Regions from separate parts of the Oryctolagus cuniculus genome. Here region 2 is linked to region 1. The links are chromatin contacts, called in public Hi-C maps. All regions are on one chromosome and are shown on one strand. The core of a region is the stretch at or near the end of the contact, and the rest is flanking DNA. Distances in the headings are between cores, read along the strand shown. Region 1 has its middle 150 kb from the start of OLIG3. Region 2 has its middle 11 kb from the start of IL20RA.

Region 1 (5,368 bases), core at 1,008-3,507:
ATCCATGAAGAGGCCACACGAAAAGTTGTGGTAGGGGCCAGTGCTGTGGCACAGTAGGTTAAACCCCTGTCTGTGATGCCAGTATCTTGTATGAGTACCAGTTCAAGTTCCAGCTGCTGCACTTCAAATCCAGCTCTCTATTAATGTGCCTGGGAAAACAGCAAAGGACAGCCCAAGGGCTTGGACCCCTGCCACCCATGTAGGAAACCTGGATGGAACTCCAGACTCCTGGCTTTGGCTTGGCCCAGCCTCACTCACTGTGACCATTTGGAGAGTGAACCAGCAGATGGAAGATCTCTCTGTCTCTCCTTCTCTCTATGACTATACCTTTTAAATAAATACATTTTTTAAAGGATTTGGGTTGGTAAATGAAAAGTCCTGGAAAGATTACTGTCAGTTGAGTTTCTCTCTGCAAATGTAAGGACAGAGGCCTGTGTACCATGGTCAGCAAGGTCTCTTCTCCGGAGACCCTTGTATGTTTCAAGCCACATACTGGCGGTGCCATAGTTGCCCACAGTTCTGCCTCCTCTCTCTCTGAACCCCCACACCATGTGATCCCTGGCTTGTTTTCTCTGTAGGGCTTTGCTGAGCACCTCCCTTTCAGTTTGTTTCTGAGGAGTATTCTGGGGTCACCCAGAAAAGGAGGAAGCTTCCTGCAGGTGCCTGTCCTATCACTCAGAACTTGACCTGCTGCTGATGGGTCCAGGCACTGAGAGGCCATGATGCCTGCCTGGACATTCAGATCCTTAGATGAGGGATCGGGCATTCTTCCTTTCTTTTTGTGTAAGTGAAGAAATCTTTAATGGAAGTGCAATGTACAGAAGAAAAGTGCACCTAGCTAACTGTACTCAACACACTCTCATCAGCCGACCCTTCCCCTGCCGCAATAGGAGAACACTACCCCAAGCCAGAAACTCCCTCCCTGCCCTCTTCCACCTTCTCCTCCTCTCTTCCAAGCCTTCCCCTTCCTTCAACAGCCAACACCATCTGGACTTCTCCCATCGCAAAACATTTTAAACTTAAGTTAAAAAAATGTATAATTTTATTTACTTGACAGGCAGAGACAGAGAGAGCTCCAATCTGCTGGTTCACTCCCCAAATGCCTGCCACATCTGGGACAGGGCCAGGCTGAAGGCAAGAGCCAAAAACTCAATCCAGATCTCCCACAAGGGTGCCAAGAACCCAAGTACTTGAGCCATCAAGTGCCTCCCAAGGTGCACCTTAGCGGGAAGCTGGAACTGGAAGTGGAGCTGAGACTCAAACCAGGCACCTTGATGTAGGAGGCGGGCAACTCAAGAGACATCTTAATTGCTGCAGCAAAAGTCCAGCCCCTAGGCTAATGTTGACCTACTTTGGACTTCACATAGATGGACTCACACAGTCAGCTTACACATTTTAAGTGTCCGGTTTCTGTTTTTAACAGTGTGTTTGTGAGATTCATCCATACTGTTGTGTATAGTAGAGAATTGTTTATCCTCATTGCTGGGTCAGATTCCATATAATGAGTACTCCTGACTACTTGATCCTCTCTACTGTTGACGTACATTGGGTAATTTCCAGTGTGGGTCAGTTAAAAACAGCCCTGCTATAAGGATTCCAGTCTTTTAATCATATCGACCTGTTTCTGTTGGGTAAACAGCTAAGAGTAGAATTGCTAGGTCCTGGGGCATATACGTGTTCAAGCTTTAGTAAATACTTACGTTTTTTTCCTCTTCCTTCTTCTTTTATTCTTCAAACACCTTTTTAGCAAAGGTGAAACCCATGTGTGCCGGCCTCACAGCCTGGTGTTTATACAGAAAGAACAAACCTCTCCCAGCTTTGATCCCAGGAGTTGGTGAGCTCCTTGCTCCATCTCTGAGGGCTCTGAAGGACACCTGGTCAGAAGCAGAGCCTCACCCCACTGGGTCTGGCCCAATGCCGCTCTGTCATTCTGCATTTGCCATCTTCAAAAGCCCAAGAGAACAAAGGTGGTGGGGACCATCTCACTCACAGGCAGAGAGACGGCAGGGAACAGTGTCTGCTGCCCAGTTCAAGCCGGGGATGGCCACTGCCTCTCGTGGTACACAGCACGGCAGAGACCAGGCACATGTTAAAACAGGGATTTGCTAAGAATTCAGGCATAGCTGAAGGGGAATACCTCCCAGAGCATAGCACACATTATGATTACCACCTGTGCCATCTCTCCCAGCGCCCTAGGGGCCCACACTTGTCCTGATAGCTTTTACAGAATCGCCTCCAGCCTGGCTCCCAGCTGGCCTCCACTCCCCGCCCCTTCCTGAGGCCTGGCCAGCTCTGTGTAGAGGTCAGGGCAGCTGCTTCCTGCTTCCCACCTCCCAGCTCAAGTGGAAACACAGGCAGGCTGCTTCTGCCATTCCACAGTCAAGGTGATCCCCGTGCAGAGCAGGGGCCACCCAGGGCGGGCCCCTCAGGCCAGCTCCTATTCATGAAATGAGCCATCAGCCTCGCATATCTTCATGGCAACTTGAAAAGCCCTGGTGCTGATGCTCATCTCTGCCAAAGCATTACATGAGGTAGGTAGATGAGCGATAGATACACAGTGATAGGGAGATATAATTAGCTGATAGAGCGATAGCCTGTGGATGCATGAAATGTGCTGTCACACACACACACACACACACACACATACACACACAGCTCAACATCAAATGACCCTGGGCTTGATCCCTCCTTTCTCCTCTGTGTGACCTTGAGCTGGACAGTGAGCTGCTGTCTCCCCCCTTTCCTCATCTGCAAATTCAGATAAACAGTAACTGCCTCCCTTGCATGTGAGGACCCTGTGGTCTTCCACCTGTCAGTGCTTAATACCCAGCTTGGCAGCCAGGCAGGTGCAAGTTGGGCTCACACCAGCCCCAGGAAGTCGTCATATCAACTCCTACACCTGCCCCGTCCAGCTGGGCCAGGATTACTTATCTGTGCTCAGCCATCAAAGGGGTAGGGAGAGGGGTCTGCCAGAAACAAACTCAACTCAGTGGCCAGCCCAGAGGAGAGAGGTGGAATTGCCTGCTTGCTTTAGAACCTGGGCCTTGGTCCTCCTTGAACGGTCTGTTCAAACTCTGCGTCAGCGAATGAAGATGATCTTACCTTCCCCAGAGAATTGCCCCCTGGCTTAGAGCTAATGCACAGGAATCCCTTCCCCTAACAGGGGTGCCGATTTTTTGCTGAGAACACGTGTGCAGACACACGGTGCTGGGTGGCAGCTGCTCTGTGATGTCTCTAACAGGACGTCAGCTGCCCTTCCAACAGGACATGGCCAAGCACACAGTACTTCCCCCCAAGGCCATCCCCCTGCTGCAAAAACACTCTCCAGTGGCTGGCTGGCTTCTGCATCCTGGCTACAGTTCGTGACCCTCCCACCGTTCCTGCAGCTATGCACAAGGACCCTCTGCTTGGCCTGTCTTCTGCAGGATGAGCCTGGGTGGCAGAAAGTATGTGTTGCCCCAGGCTGCACGGTGGGGGGAGGGAGGGCTGGCAGGCCTGTCACCCTCATACCGATCATCCCCTGGAATGATGCAGGTCTTTGCCGCAGCAGAGCAGCTGTGCTAAGGCGGAGCATCGGCCACTTCTCCCAAGAGCCCCGAGTTCCAAGGCAAAGGGTTCTTACTCAGCACTGCGCGTGGCGGCTTCTGAAGGGCATTTCCTTACACTTGCCTGCTCTGAGAAATCCCCTCCACTGGAATCCCTTAAGGAACGGTGACTCAGCACTGTGTCATTCTCTCTTCCTTTTCCTCCTCTTCCTCTCTCTTTCCTTCTGCCTGCTCTCTGGAGGCGGTAGGAGGGGTTTTCCAGATGGTGCTGCTTTGTCCCAGAGGGAAGTTCCTGGTGCGTGCCAGGCCTGGTGCTGTGTGCTGAGCACCAAGCTGCCTGCTGTGCAGGGCCCACCTCATTGGATCCTCACAACAGCTCCTTTGCAAGTCAATCCCACTGTGGCTCTCACTTGACAAATGAGGACAGGGACACTCAGGTTCTTGTCCAGGCCTGGAATAAGGAAGTGGCCAGACTAAGAATGGAACGCAGGACAGACCAGGGTCCCGGCCCAGGGCCTCAGAGCCCTACTGGTCACCTCTACACTTCAGCCTGAATCCCTGGGTGAGGTCAGAGCTCGGGTAAAGGGCTTCCTCACTCCCACAGGAACAGTTTATCACAGACGTTTTTTGGTCTGCTTTGCAAGCTACATTGTCCCATGCTCAGTTACATTGCGTCATGCCCACAGGGCAGTCTTGCAGTCTTTTCCAGTACCACATTGCAGAACAATACCATATGGCAAAATAAAATATTTAATTTTTTAACAGTAGGCTCTTTCAAAGTAAATGTGGATCTCTAATTATTGGCAAGGAAATAGGTCCACAATATAGCACATGAATAAATTAGCTTATGAAAATTTATGCATAATATGGATGTCTTTTAATAAAAACAAATAAAAGCAAGTATATAAATAAATATAAATGTGTATGTGTGCACATATATATACACACATATTTTAAAAATCTGATTAGATATGTGTGCTTTCTTGGGTTTGTGGGATTAAGGATGATTTTAATTCTTTATTTTCTGTCATTGTTTTACACCATTGTAATGGAAGATAAAAGCAACTTCCATTTTGTATAAAAAGTAAATTAAAGACACAAGGAAAACAAGGAAATTAATTAGGTGGAGAAAGAGGTATTATTAAAGACAAAAACTAAATACTGAAGGATTTTTTGGACTCAAAAGGCTTCCATAGCCTAGGCAGCTCATGTCAAGATCCTCAGGTGATCACTGATATCACACTTAAGAGTGTTAATTGTTAAGTTAACAACAGAAGTCACTGTGCACTAACTTCCTGTGCAGGTCCTCTGTCCTCAAAGATTTGTGTTAGGAGAGTTAATAGTAAAACTTGTTCTCAAAGACTTACTTCGTTTTAGCATATTAAGTGGAGGAAATGCTTATGTCTCACAAGTTATAGTTACGACTAAGTACTTGCAAAAGATGTATCACTTTTGGTTCTTCTTTAAAATTTATTAAGTTTCTCAAAAAAAAACCAGAATGTTTAAAACAAAATAAAAGAAAAATCAACTTTGAGATGCAATGACTTTGGACAGCCCTTTCTTGACTGTTAAGGAACAGTTTTTTTTTTTTTCATACAATTTGTTGAACTCTTTACTTAGTACAGAGTTAACCTTCTGTTTATAAAGTTAATTGAAAATAGATCTTAATGAAAACCAAGACTAGGAATAGTAGAGGGAGGAGGAAGAGGGATGGGAGAGTAGGTGTGATGGAGGGCATGATGGGGAGAATCACCATGTTCCTAAAGTTGTATTTATGAAATGCACAAAGTTTGTATTTCTTAAATAAAGAGTTTCTTTGGGGA
Region 2 (5,368 bases), core at 962-3,461, 580 kb after region 1:
GTCAATAAAACAGGCGTGGGGCGGGGAAGAGATGTTTTTCCTTGAGCTGTAGTTGTTTTCCCAGAGTAAGGATGAAATTATACTCTCTCACCGTGTTCTACCAGTGATCCCATAGCTTAAGAGTATGAATCTGTGGCCATTAAATAGAAGAAAATGGACCCACCAGGCATTAAATCAGGACATCACTTTCTTTTGCACACATTCTAGTCGGTCTTTGCAACAGAACACTCATTTCTTAAGAGAAGAAGAAAGCATAGCTCTTGTACTATGTGGAGCTCATCTTGATTTTATACTTAGATGCATTCTTATGGCCAGAAGAGGTCATTTGGGGAAATAAATGGGGTGAGAGGAGCTGAAAGTTGAGCTTTTTTTTTTTTTGTATATTGCTTGTGTTCAACTAAGAAATTCATATTTGATCATCAGAACAGGAGGAATCTAAGGGGTATCTGATTATGCTACCTGCCACTTTCTCTTTTGCGTTGAAAGCATGAGCAGGTGACCTGACTGTGCTGCTATGCATTGTTTCCCTATAATTGTGCTAAATCTGCAAACTGAAATTAAGTAGAAGCCATGGCATATATAAGGCAGCAGGCAGTTAAACAGGCATACTGCCTGAGAGCTGACACATTCTGATCGAGATGTAAGGGGTCGGGGGAGGCAAAGATTCTTTTAATAATTTCCTACTCTCCCCAATTGAAAGCAAGAGAGTCACAGAGTAACACGCTTTTCATTCTTACGCCGGGCAGGGTGTAAAAAGAATTGTGCTTCTTCAGCAAAACAAAACAAAAAAAGGACTCAAGTATTGTCATATTTCTTTTCTGAACCTAGATTTGAGCAGGGCCATTCCATCTGATTGTAATTCCTGTAGGTAAGCAGATGGGCAGGCAGCACACAGAGAATTATAATAATCTATGTGGGGTGTTCCAAAGACATGAGTTAATGCTTTGAAACCCATAAAGCTCGGGGTTTTATGAAGATGAACCGCATTATAGACCCACATGGAGCACACGCATGTGCTCCTGAAAATCACCCCCCACTGAATCAACTGCTCAGCTCATCTGCACCCCTGACCTTCGGGAAATGACCTAGGAGACGCATCCCGCATCCATAGTACAACAAAACTGTGCATGGGTTTCAAACTGTTTTTGTACCAAAATACACTCATCTTTGAAAAGCATGTTTTGCTTTTGACAGGCACAGTGATGTAGGGAGAGCAGGAGAGAGAGAGAGAGAGAGAGAGAGAGAGAGAGCCAGCTCCCATCACTGGTCTAGTTCCCAAATGCCCAGAAAGGCTGAGACTGGGCCAGTGCTGAAGCTGGGAGCCAGGAGCTTAGTTCAAGGCCTCCACATGGGTGGCAGAAACCCAATGACTTGAGCTAAAACCTGCAACCTCCCAGGTCCAGCACTGATAGGGAGCTGGAATCCCGAGCTAGAGCCAGGAAAAGAACCCAGGCGCTCTGATGTGGCATGTGAGCATTTTAACCCATAGACCAAATGCCTTCTGCCTGGTTTAAGATTTTGGTCTTTGATGAAACACTGAAATGTAGCAAGGACTTCATTGGTTGTGTCTCTACTGCAGCCACAGCCCTAAAACAGTATGCAGCACAGCGGAAGAGATTACTCACCAAGTTTCTGTTGGAAGTGGAATAAGTGGAGTGCACAAGAAACCCAGTGGGTCCTCTGCACGCAAGGGTTCTGGGTCTGCAGGCTCATTCGACCACAGAGGAAAAAGCATTTAGGGAAAAACGCATCTCTTCTGAGCCCACAGACGTTTCTTCCTTATCCTTATTCCCCCCAATAGTGAAGTCGAACAACTACACTTGGCGTTTGCATTGTATTGGGTACTGTAAGTAATCCAGAGATGGTTTAAAACGCACGGGAGGGAGTGCCTAGATTACATGCAAAGAGTTGGTGAGTTTACAGAAGTGGCGGGAGTCTGCACAGATGTGGGCTTCCTGCGGGCGGCGGTGGAAGTCCTAGAACCTACCCTGCCGCCAACACCACCTCCCGATACTGAGAGATGACTGAATTCCTAAAAGGAAGACAGCCAGCTTCTTGAAAGGGAAGAGAAAGGTGGGCTTAAACAGCCTCAAGGGGGAAGGCACCAGGAGACGTAGCAGCCGGCCGACCCCACTGTTATGTGATTCTTCATGCCACTAGCTGAAGAGGAACTGACTCAAACTGCAGCCTCGTGACACTCAGAAGTTTGTTAAATGTGAGAGCAAGTGTCCTGGTGCAGCGGAAGCTGGCCATTGACCCTTGTTTTCCATTACATAACTTCTCTGTGTCTTAACGGCGGGACGTGGGTGTGCCGTTTGAATGAAGCCTTGCTTCCAAGCCTGCTCCTGCAGATACGTCCGTCACCGTTTGACTGACAGATCCCTGGCAGCTGCCTTCCTTCTCTGGAGCGAGGTCTTGTGGGCAGAGACTAAAGCTGAGAGCCTCACTTGAGACCACTCGTCCCTTCTAAATCTTTCTGTGCTGCTCAGAACCAAAAATCAATTTTATGTAGGAACAGTAAGTGATTCCATATTGAGCAGACCCGTCCAGGTGAGTCGGTGCCCTCTGTCGCGGTTGTAAACCAGGAGGCTGCATACTCAGGAGGGAAGACTCAGTGGGACCCCAACACACAAAGTCCTGCCCACCTCTCCCACCCCGAGAAGCAGGAGCGTGAGCGAAGAGCGACACCTAGCGGCGCTCTCGTGCCTCTCGCTGTGCAGAGCGCTCTCGCCCTCCTGCGCCCACCACGGGAACCCCGAGAAACTACAGGAGGGTTCTGATTGCACCCCAGTTTCTACCCACAACACGTATGCTTCCTATTCGCCACCTTTTGCCTTTAGGATAAGCTCTCATGTCTCTCTGGAGTTCCACTGCTTAAAGCAGCGTCATAAAAGGTAGTACCTGAGGATGCTTAACAGTGGAGAAAAGGTAAAATTCCAAAATTGTGCTTTTTCTTGGTTTTCAAAATCAGGTGTCATTCAGTCAACAAATGCTTAACTATGCACCTGCTAAGTGCCAACCAGTGAGTGAAAGAGGAAATCTTAGCCCCTGGAGGTTATGCTCTTGCGGGAAAAGACAGTAACTTCACACACGTGTGTACACACACACATGTATACATACACAGACATCTCCTAATATTGGGTCATTTTAAGAGCAGAAGAGAACAAGGAAACTACGTAAGGCCCAGAGTTTGACAAGGGGATTGGTGTTCTTTGGGGTGGGGTCTGAGGACATTGAGCAGAAACCAAAATTAAGTGAGGGGTCAGGTCAAGAGAATTCCAAAGAGAAAAGCAATTGAAAGGTGATTTTCATGCAGAATCAAGCGTCTAGAGAAAACTGAAAATTAAATCCTTGGGACTGAAATAAAAACAATTATACTTGACAGCAATCCACATCTGTTATAGTTAAAGAAGAAAAGAAGTGAGGAGGCTAAGTGCTGTTTCCATGTTTTAAAGACGTGAGGCACAAAGCTGACCACAGGCAGCCTTTGAATTGGAAACGCAGGCACCAAGTGACACAGTGCGGGCTCATCACAAAATGCCACTGTTGACAATGCAGTTCAAGGGAAAGGCAGAGACTGTTAGGCAGGGGTGGCTCCTCTGCTGCTGCGGCCCCCATAGCTTCATTCAGCCTGTGTTTGTGCCTGCTCACAGATGAAATCACATGGTAATGGTCTTTTTGCATTGGGTTCTTTTCCATCTGTGAAATTCACGTTACTGCATGTAGCAGTAATTTATTTATTTTCATTGCTGTCTGGTATTTCATTATATGAATATACTACAGTTTATACAACCAATAAACTTTTGGTTTATTTCTTGCTTGAGGTCATTATGACTAATTATGTTAATATTTTTGGACATGTCTCTTGGTTAAAAACAAAACCTTTATTTTGGTTGAGTATATATTCAGGATTTCAGTGATTGATTTGTAAGCTGGACTGGTTACATAATTAGAATTCAGTGCCAATTGAAAATGCAAGGTCATTCATTTAAAGAATTGGGGGAAAATGCCATTAAAGGAATAGAAATATAAAGCTTTTCTGGTTTTTCTCCACAATATCTATCTAGATCTCTCTCCCTTTCCTTCAATCTCAACTTATCATTGTATTTATCTGCTATTTAATGTCACCCTATGTAAGAAAAAAAGTTAAATGTTAAAATAGTAGCTTGAATATAATCATTCATTTTTATATTGCAATGCTAATTTTAAATGCTGATGTAAGAACATTTAACATGTATGCAAGAGCACCAAATTGCATAATTCATAGACTGTAGCTTATCTATGCATATGCATCTCATTCTTGAAAATGTCATATGACCCAGCAATCCCACTCCTGGGAATTTCCCCAAGGGAAATGAAATCAGCATATGAAAGAGTGATCTGTACCCCCATGTTCACTGCAGCTCAATTCACAATAGCTAAGGTACGGAATCAACCCAGATGAACATCAACTGATGATGAGATAAAGAAATTATGGTATATATACGCTCTGGAATACTACTGAGCCATAAAGAAGAATGAAATCCTGTCTTTTGCAACAAATGGATGCAACCAGAAATCATTACACTTAGTGAAATAAGCCAGTCCCAAAAGGATAAATTCCACGTTTTCCCTGATCTGTGGTAACTAGTAGAGTGCCAAAAATATAATGTATAGGAGTGAAACTGACATTGGTCTTCAATGTTTGTTTACAGCCCTTGTCTCTACTGTTGAGAAACAGTGTGGTTTTTTTTTTTTTCTTTATACTATTTGTGGAACTCTTTACTTAGTGTAGGGTTAATTTTGTGAGTAAATAGTAGACAGAAAGTAGATCATTGTAACAATTAAGAGTGGGAATAGGAAAGGAAGGAAGAGGAGCAGGGGCAAGGGGTATCACTATGTTCCTAAACCTGTATCCATGAAATACCGGAAATTTGTAAACCTCAAATAAAATGTTTAGAAAAGCAAAAACAAATGAAAACAAAAAAAATGCCACAGAAAACTAAGTGAAATACTTTAGTTTCACTTTAAGCATGTGTCTTATGCTACCACCTTCTACCTTTATTTGACAGGTGAGAGAGGACTGAAAGGAAAAAAGAGCTATGGATTACCTTATCTTTCCTGTTCTGTCTCTGTGACCATCTGTAGCATGTATGGCTGACAAATGCAAAGAAGCAAGATCTTGAGAAAGGCTATGATAGGATTCTTTGATTTTCTGAGTGTTTCTTAAAACCGCCTTGCCTTCTTTGGGTCTTCAAAGCAAGTTCTGGTTCAAATGAAGACGACGGCTCTACAGCTTTTGCAGTCCCCCACTTACCGTGTACTCCTTTGAGTCCCATCCAACTCAGACACGCTGGCTCCACCGGAATTTCATGCTCCTGTGGGATAG

What was found. A called contact is a pair of places that touch in the nucleus more often than the background predicts.
Region 2: a Hi-C map of an unstated tissue shows a contact between it and region 1, with 5 times the contacts expected there. The contact joins two enhancer-like sites. A contact is called at or near these places in 4 of 6 Hi-C or Micro-C datasets (ear pinna, psoas muscle, skin fibroblasts and 1 more).

What each region holds. Positions count from the first base shown.
Region 1 is chr5:31,207,919-31,213,286 of mOryCun1.1, forward strand. No RefSeq gene overlaps it. Among named protein-coding and RNA genes, the nearest start is that of OLIG3, 150 kb to the right of the region's middle. Within about 2 kb of position 2,258, at least 4 of the 8 cell types and tissues checked have an H3K27ac peak or open chromatin away from gene starts, as enhancers often do.
Region 2 is chr5:31,787,715-31,793,082 of mOryCun1.1, forward strand. No RefSeq gene overlaps it. Among named protein-coding and RNA genes, the nearest start is that of IL20RA, 11 kb to the right of the region's middle. Within about 2 kb of position 2,212, at least 2 of the 8 cell types and tissues checked have an H3K27ac peak or open chromatin away from gene starts, as enhancers often do.